Regions from separate parts of the Callithrix jacchus genome. Here region 1 is linked to region 2. A link is a contact called in public Hi-C data. All regions are on one chromosome and are shown on one strand. Each heading gives the region's core, a stretch centred on a gene start, on an enhancer-like site or on the middle of the called end of the contact. The rest is flanking DNA. Distances are from core to core; before and after follow the strand shown.

Region 1 (3,972 bases), core at 725-3,224, 760 kb after region 2:
CCGTTAGCAGGAGGAGGGGGCATGACCAGGGAAGCCCACACAGTGCCCGGACATTTTAGCTTCAGCCTGGCTCTCTGCTCCACTTGGTCAAATTCCAGCTGTGTTCTTGGCTCACAACACACCTACCGTAACAGCAACCTAAAAACTCCAAAGCCTCCTCCCTCCGTCACCTTTGCCTTCATATGGTACTTTTCACAGAGTTGACTATCTTTGTCCATTCCATTTCTGTTATTAACACACGCCAGGTATTTGCAATATACGTATGTGTAATTTCATCTTTATAAACCCTTTAAGCAAATACACTTTGATAGACTTCTTGATTAATTGGTATCAGACATTTTCCTTCTTTTTAGTTCCAGCTCTAACTCGGAGCTCAGATTCATTCCTTATCTGTAACATGGGATGGGGATGGGGATGATATAACATACACCCTCAAGGATGTTTTGAATTTTCAGTCATTCGTTCAACACATTTCATTGAATAGCTACTATGTGTCAGGCAAACTGCTATGAGCAGGAATAGGATGGTGAACAAAATTAGCATGGCTCCTGCCTGGATGGCGCTCAGAATTGAGGAGACAGGCAGTGGCAGTCATGAGAAACTATACGAGAACATATTGTGTCACCCTCTCAGGAAACAGGCTGGGGGCTGTGAGAGGGGGCAGGAGAATGCTTCAGAATCAGAGGGCAGGGGAGGGCAAATGGGGGTGGGCGGGTTCCAGGAAGAGTGCAGAGCTCTGGGATGCCCCCCAAGAGGATGAGCTGGTGCAGGTCTTTCCCCAGCTCTGGGCCTCAGCTTCCTCATCTGTGGAATGGGCGTGGCAGCATTTCAACTTTGTGGGGCTTTTTGAAGGTGAAATGAGGAAAGGCACAGGAAGGACAGTTTCCAGCTGGTTGTAAGCTTCAGTGCAGGGCAGTGCACACTCTTTCCTCTGTGTGTGAGGAGGCCTGTGGGCTGGGACAGGAGGTTGGGGTTTGCAGCAGCATCCCAGCTCTGCTGATTGCCAAGTTGTCGCAGAGGAGGCCCCCTTCGGTGTATAGAAGACTTGACGCACAGCTGCCCCAGACCAGGAGAAACATGGGAGGGTGGGCATGCCTGAGAGGAGCCCCCAGGACCCAAGGGCACCCCTGGGAACCCACAAGGGCTTGATCAGCAAGCACCAAGCTGGGCCTCGGGGGACAGGGGCGACTCAGATGTAGTCCTGGCCCGAGGAGGTTGCCGTGGGCGGATGGAGAAAGATCCAGTAAACTAAACGGACGGTCCCAGCCCCCAGCCCGGTGTGGCCAGCATGGGACAGACACGGCCCAGGAGGCCGCGCAGCCCGCCTGTTTCTGCAGGTGTCTGGGCTCCATCTAGACGGCGCTGGGATGCTGGAATCTGCATCTGCGCTGCACTGGACGCTGTGGAGACTTTCACCCGCTGCAGGGCGGGGGCTGCTGGAGGGGCGGGCGGGGGCTGCTGGAGGGGCGGGCGGGGAGGGTGCGGGTCTGCGTGCGGAAGCCGGAGGAAGGCTGCGTGGGCGGATCTTCGAGCGAGGCCCGGAGGGACCGCCGGCTTCCGATCTGCCAGTCGAAAAGGGAAAGGCGGGCGGCAGAAGTGGCGCAGGCGGCAGCCGGGGCGTGGGGGCCTATGCGGGTGCCTGGGCGGGCGGGGTGCGAGCCGGGCTGCGCCGGGATTGAGGCGGCCCCGCGGCGGCGTCGATGGCCGCACGCTGCCCCCTGGCGGCCAGGCGGCTCCCCGCAAACGCGAGCTCCTTTGTTTTGCGGTCCCGGCTTTGGCGGCCCAGGCTTGCTGGAGAGTCTGAAGCCCGGACTTCCAGAGAGGATGGCCAGGAGGCCGGGGCCGCGCGGGGAGCCTGGGGAGCCGAGGATCCAGTCCCAGCCCTGCCGCTCGCTGGCGGCGAGGCCCGGCTCCCCAGCCTGCTCAGATGCAGTCTCCCGCTGCTGCAATGGGAGGAAGGCCGCACCGGTTCCCTGGGTGTGGGGCGCTGATTGTGGGGTTATTTGTGCACACGTGGCTTGGAAGCCGGTCGAACCTCCTTGGGGCTTGCCCCACCCGGTTTCCCCGCACAGCCACGTCGCAGTTCCTGCACCAGCTGGCGGGGCCTTTGTCTCCCCCTCACCCTTTGTCAGCACTATTAAGAAATCCACTCACACGCACCCTTTTGTGAGATTGAGTAGAATTTTAGAGATTTGGGGGCGGGAGGCAGGCATCCCCTGCCCCTCCCTCCCCACCCTTCTTTCCCTTTCCCATTCTCTCCTCAGCCCTGCTCGCAAGAGTCCCCCCATCCCGCCACACACCTTGCCCTGCAGCCATCAGTGTAGAGAAGATGCCCTCGGGCCTCCCCCTTCACCACCACCACCTCCCCCGCGCTTCTCAAGCAGAGACCACCCTGGTCCCTGAAGGAAGCTGAGTGGAATGTCTCACGGAAGCGTGTGGGGTGGATCTGTGCTCAGGACCACCTTTCCCCACACGGTCTGCCAGATCCACCCTGCAGTCATCGTGTCCTTCTTTAATTTGGTCATGTTATGTCCCACCAGGTACAGGAGGAAGAGACAGAGAGAGAGAGGAGGCGTGGAAGGAAGAAGGAATAAAGGAGGGAAAGAAAAGAGAAAAGGAAAGGAAGGAAGGAAGGAGAGAAAGAGAGGGAGAGAGAGAAAGAGGGAGAAAGGGCAGGAAAGAAAGAAGGAAATGAATGAAGACATTTGCTGGGGCAGCCGTGACAAAGTATTACAGACGGAATGCATAAAAAACAGAACTTTATTTCCTCCCAGTTCTGGAGGCGAACAGTCTGCCATGAAGGCATCAGCAGCGTTGGTTTCTGCAGAGGCCTCTCTCCTCTGCTTGCACATGGCCGCCTTCTCACCGCATCTTCACGCCTTTCCTCCTGTACCTGTCTGGGTCCTAATCTCCTCTTACAAGGACCCCAGTCATTTTGGATTAAGACCCACCCTGATGGCCTTATTTTAACTTAATCACCCCTTTAAAGTTTCTAGCGCCAAATACAGTCACATTTTGAAGTACTAGGGGTTAGGGATTCAGTATAGGAATTTGGGGGGCGTGACTTAGGCCATAGGAACAGACAATCCGCATTGGCTCCTGCCAGTGTTTGGGTGCTGCAGTGGCTGGACAGTGGCTCAAGGACCCAAAACAAAACATAACTGACGACATGGAAAAATCAGGAGATTTCCCGGGAAACCTTGGATTTTCCTTTCCTCTTGACAATCGGATCCTGGGTTAGCATTCAGACTGAGTGGAGCCCATTTTCAGAGGGTGTTCACTCTGTGGTCCACTTCTCTCACCACTGTCACCTGCCCAGGAGCTTCAGGGAGTGAGCTGGAGACCCAGCTGTGGGAAGAAAGTGTGTGTCTCAGTCCCGGTAGGCTTGGCTGGAGAGGCAGTGTTCAGAGGATCTGGGGATGTGGACTGCACAGTGGGGGAAAGCTGGGACTTAGGCAGACCTGGGTTTGAACCTGAGCTCTGCTATCTGCAAGGTGTGTGTGACTCTGGGCATGTGGTTACCCCTCTGGGAGCCTCAGCTTTTCCTCTGTAAAATGGGCACAGGGATGCTTACTGCCCAGAGCTGTGTTAGAATTGAGTCAAGTGAAGTAGTTGATGCCCAAGCCCTCAGTCAATGCCCATCCCAAGCCCACCGCAACCTCAGTAGATTTCTTCAGGCATGGAGCTCACTTGGGCAGTGGTTGTTTTTTCTCATCCCTCCTCCTCCTTAGTGCTCAGCAGGGGAACCACATCTTCAGATAGCCGTTAAAAGTCAACACATTCAGTGGGTGGCAATGGGTGAGTTCTGGGCTCAGACTCAGGAATCTGAGATTCATCCAGTCCCAGCTTTGCAAAATATCTCCATAGGCAAGTGGCTTCTTCTCTTACCCTCACTTCCCCCTTCAGAGGAGTGAAGGCAGCAGGAATGCCATGGCTGGGGTCAGGTGGGGAAGGGGAGCTGAGATTTGCTGA
Region 2 (3,915 bases), core at 1,167-3,666:
GAGTGGGGCCCAAAATGTGCGTTTCTAACAAGTTCTCAGGTGATGCTGATGTTGCTAATCCAAGCACCACACTCTGAGAACCACTTGACTACAGCAACAAGGTCTCAGATAAGATATGCTTGAAAAAACACTATTTTCAAGAATTAAAACCTGTAATTCCCAGAAGGAACAGCTAAGGAGCTGCACATGGGAAGGTTCCAACCACTACTGGTCCGCTCAAAATAGTACTACATTCCCTCTCAGGGAATACATTCCAAGACCCCCAGTGGGTATCTGAAATCTCAGGTAGTACTAAACCCTATATACACTACGCATGAATTTCTCTGGGGACCACTATGAAGTAAAATAAGGGCTACCTGAACACAAATACTTCCATATTGCAACAACTGGGCAAATGAAACCACAGAAAGCAAAGCCTTGGATGGGGTGGGCTAACAAAAATCGTTTTTGTTTTAAAATCACAGGCACACATTGATTAAGCCACACAAAACCAAATGGAATATAAGAAATCTGAATGAGAACTTGTCCTAGGGTGAAAGCTGTCAATACATATCTGGGATGTGTATGCATTGAACAAATTACTTTGTTTCAAGGCCATTTCGAGTTGGGCTTTTCATTTTGGAGAAGTAACAGTGTATACCACTCTCTCTCTCTCTACATATGATTTACTACCCGGTTTACATGTCAGTTTTCTACCCCAGACTCTAAGCTTTGAGGGCCGAGTAGTGACTTACTTGCTCCTGTACTCATATAGCTTGGCAACTGTAGGCCAATAAACGTTCAACGAATAAACAGACGAGGTTTTATCCTATCTTAAGGTCTAATTCTTTTTTTTTTGAGACGGAGTTTCGCTCTTGTTACCCAGGCTGGAGTGCAATGGCGCGATCTCGGCTCACCGCAACCTCCGCCTCCTGGGTTCAGGCAATTCTCCCGCCTCAGCCTCCTGAGTAGCTGGGATTACAGGCACGCGCCACCATGCCCGGCTAATTTTTTGTATTGTTAGTAGAGACGGGGTTTCACCATGTCGACCAGGATGGTCTCGATCTGTTGACCTCGTGATCCACCAGACTCGGCCTCCCAAAGTGCTGGGATTACAGGCTTGAGCCACCGTGCCCGGCCCAAGGTCTAATTCTAAGCTCGGTCTTGCTGTGAGGTAAGCAAAATGTTTCCATGACAGCTCTGGTAGGAGAAATCTCTACCCTGTAGGAGTCCAGTCAGTGACAAGTCTCCTTAACCTAAAACCACAGTCGTGGAGTTTCGAAAAGGGAGAAACTTAACATTCCAGCGACTACTGTATGTCTGACACTTAGCACCCATTATTTCATTGAATCCAAACCACCCTGGCAGGTAAAATGAAAGCGTTTTACCGATGGGACCGACTATGGCATTAGGATCTAGGCTCCAAATCCCCTTTAATCAATGATGAAGTGCAGAATAAGCGTGCTCTTTCTACAGTTTACCTCAATTCAACGGCGCACTAAAGTCTGCAAAACACAGCTAGAAAAAAGGAATAGATGGCTATAAAATGGTGATGACTGTGTGTTCAAATCATTGTTTAATGTTAGCTTCTCAGTGGTGAGTACGGAACAGATGGAAATTCTAAAGCACTTTTGCTTATCTACTTGGTTGCGAAGTTCGTTATTAAGGGGCCCTGAGGAGTTCCATCTTGGGAATGATAGAGTCTAGGCTCTAAAACCCACATTGAAACCCCAAGTTTGGAAAAGCGAATGGTTAAAATCACAGCTAGTAGTAAATAACGAGGCAGGAAACCCACGTGTGCATCGCTCAGAAAGGTCTCCGTACTGCCCCAAGCGGAGTAGGACCTCACTGCTGAGATTTTTTAAAGCAATCTTTTATTTTGCTCTCGGCTTTCGAAAATCAAAGCTGCAACCCGGCAGCCTCAAGCGCAGCCCCGCTCCCCTCAGCCCAGGCGGCCTCAGCTACCTTTGTGTCCACGTCGGCCAGGCAGTCCCGGCGGAAGCTGTCAAAGAGGCCCCGGCTCTTGAGCTGCTCCACGATGAGAGCGATGAGCTGCGGGTCGCCGGGAGGCAGCGAGGCGGGGTTGATGGGGCCACCGCCTCCGCTGGCCCCAGTAGCGCCCGTTGCTGCCCCGGCAGAGGCCTGGCCAGCTCCGCCGCCGCCCACCGCGCCCGTTCCCCCGCCGCCGCCGCCGTCCGCCATGGCTGCGCCCCGGGCCCACAAGGCAGACCGACTATAGCTTATTCTCCAGGACAGAAGGTCTAGAATGTGTAGAGGCGGCGAAGGGGGCGGGCCCCTAGGAGGCAGCGGCGGAGATGACGGTGGTGGTGGTGGCGGCGGCGGCGGCGGCGGCGATGACGGCGGGGGCGGTGGTGGGGGCGGCGGGGGTGACGGCCAGCTCGGAGGCTGCAGAGGTTGTGGTAGACGCGGCAGAAACTGCCTGCTCGATTCCAGGCGCGCCCCAGATGGCGTCATCGTTGACCTTTGCATTGTGGGGCGGGAAGTTTTCTCTAGCCATCGCCGGTATTCCTTATAGGCAGCACCCTGGCCAAAGGAAACTACAACTTCCGGCAGGCCTCGGGTTGCTCGCCGCGATTTCGCGAGGGCAGTATGGGAATTGTAGGCGCAGGCCTCGTGAGCGCGGCAAATCGCCGGGCCTTCCCCGCCCACTCTGCAGACCCCATTCATCAACACATCCCAGCAGCGCATGATTTTATCAGTCATCTGTGGAGCTGATTAAAAGTATAGATAACCAGGATGATATCTTAAAGATTTTGATCCAGTATTTATGGGTCGAAACCTAGGAATCCGTGCTTTTCGCATGCACTCCCACTTACGAGGTCAAGAGATCGAGACCATCCTGGTCAACATGGTGAAACCCCGTCTCTACTAAAAATACAAAAAATTAGCTGGGCATGGTGGCGCGTGCCTGTAATCCCAGCCACTCAGGAGGCTGAGGCAGGATAATTGCCTGAACCCAGAAGGCGGAAGTTGCGGTGAGCCGAGATCGCGCCATTGCACTCCAGCCTGGGTAAACAAGAGGGAAACTCTGTCTCCAAAAAAAAAAAAAAAAAAAGTCTCTCGTATATATATATATATATATATGTGTGTGTGTGTGTGTGTGTGGATTTCCTCCCAAATATTAACTATTGTCAATAATAATGCACCAATATTGAATAATTTTAAAATGCCGGGTGTCATGCTATGCACTTTACACACACTACTTTGCAATAATCTAAATAGCAGATACATACTTCTGTTATTGCTATTTACAGATGTAGAAATTGAGGCAGAAGAAAATTTGTTAACCTAATCACATACCCAGAGGTAGAAGAGTAGGATTTGAACCCAGGTTTTGAGGATCTATATCTTGCATGTTTCACCTCCCATAGCTGCCACCATTATCCTCTCTTTCCTTCATCTTTTGCCTATTGTTAGCTCAGCTCCTGCTCCCATATTGCTCCCATAATTGCTCCCAACCTCAGCAATTATGTCTGCTATTGTTATTTCCTCATCTTACACATAGAGGGAATAGAGGGAACGTAAATAGCAAATTCTGCAATGTCCTTGGTTCCTGGGGAGATGCAGAATTGGTAGAGATCCAGGATGTTCTCCACACCAACATTTAGAACTTAAGAGAGTTTAAATTTTTTTTTGAGATGGGGTTTCACTCTATCCCCCAGGCTGGAGTTCAGTGGTGCAATCTCAGCTCACTGCACCCTCCGCCTCCTGGGTTCAAGCAAGTCTCCTGCTTGGGCCTCCCAAGCAGCTGAGATTACTGGTGTGCACCACAACACCTGGCTAATTTTTGTATTTTTATCAGAGACGGGTTTCATCATATTCGCCAGGCTAGTCTAAAACTTCTGACCTCAAATCCACCCACCCGGACCTACCAAAGTGCTGGAATTACAGGTGTGAGCCACCATGCTGGCCAAG

The links. Hi-C and Micro-C count contacts between places; a contact is called where the count stands out from the background.
Region 1: a Hi-C map of skeletal muscle shows a contact between it and region 2, with 16 times the contacts expected there. The contact joins the enhancer-like site here to the promoter of BOD1 in region 2. A contact is called at or near these places in 2 of 3 Hi-C or Micro-C datasets (both in skeletal muscle).

Annotation. Positions count from the first base shown.
Region 1 is chr2:66,795,372-66,799,343 of calJac240_pri, forward strand. It overlaps LOC108590548 (a long non-coding RNA gene), which reads right to left. Exons shown (of 3, transcript XR_001910123.4): 3 at 2,746-3,972. Among named protein-coding and RNA genes, the nearest start is that of NSG2, 310 kb to the left of the region's middle. Within about 2 kb of position 1,975, at least 6 of the 16 cell types and tissues checked have an H3K27ac peak or open chromatin away from gene starts, as enhancers often do. A contact at or near this core is called in skeletal muscle, where this site is marked.
Region 2 is chr2:66,030,640-66,034,554 of calJac240_pri, forward strand. BOD1 (biorientation of chromosomes in cell division 1) reads right to left here and starts at 2,417. Exons shown (of 3, transcript XM_017970946.4): 1 at 1,945-2,417. The coding sequence starts at 2,181.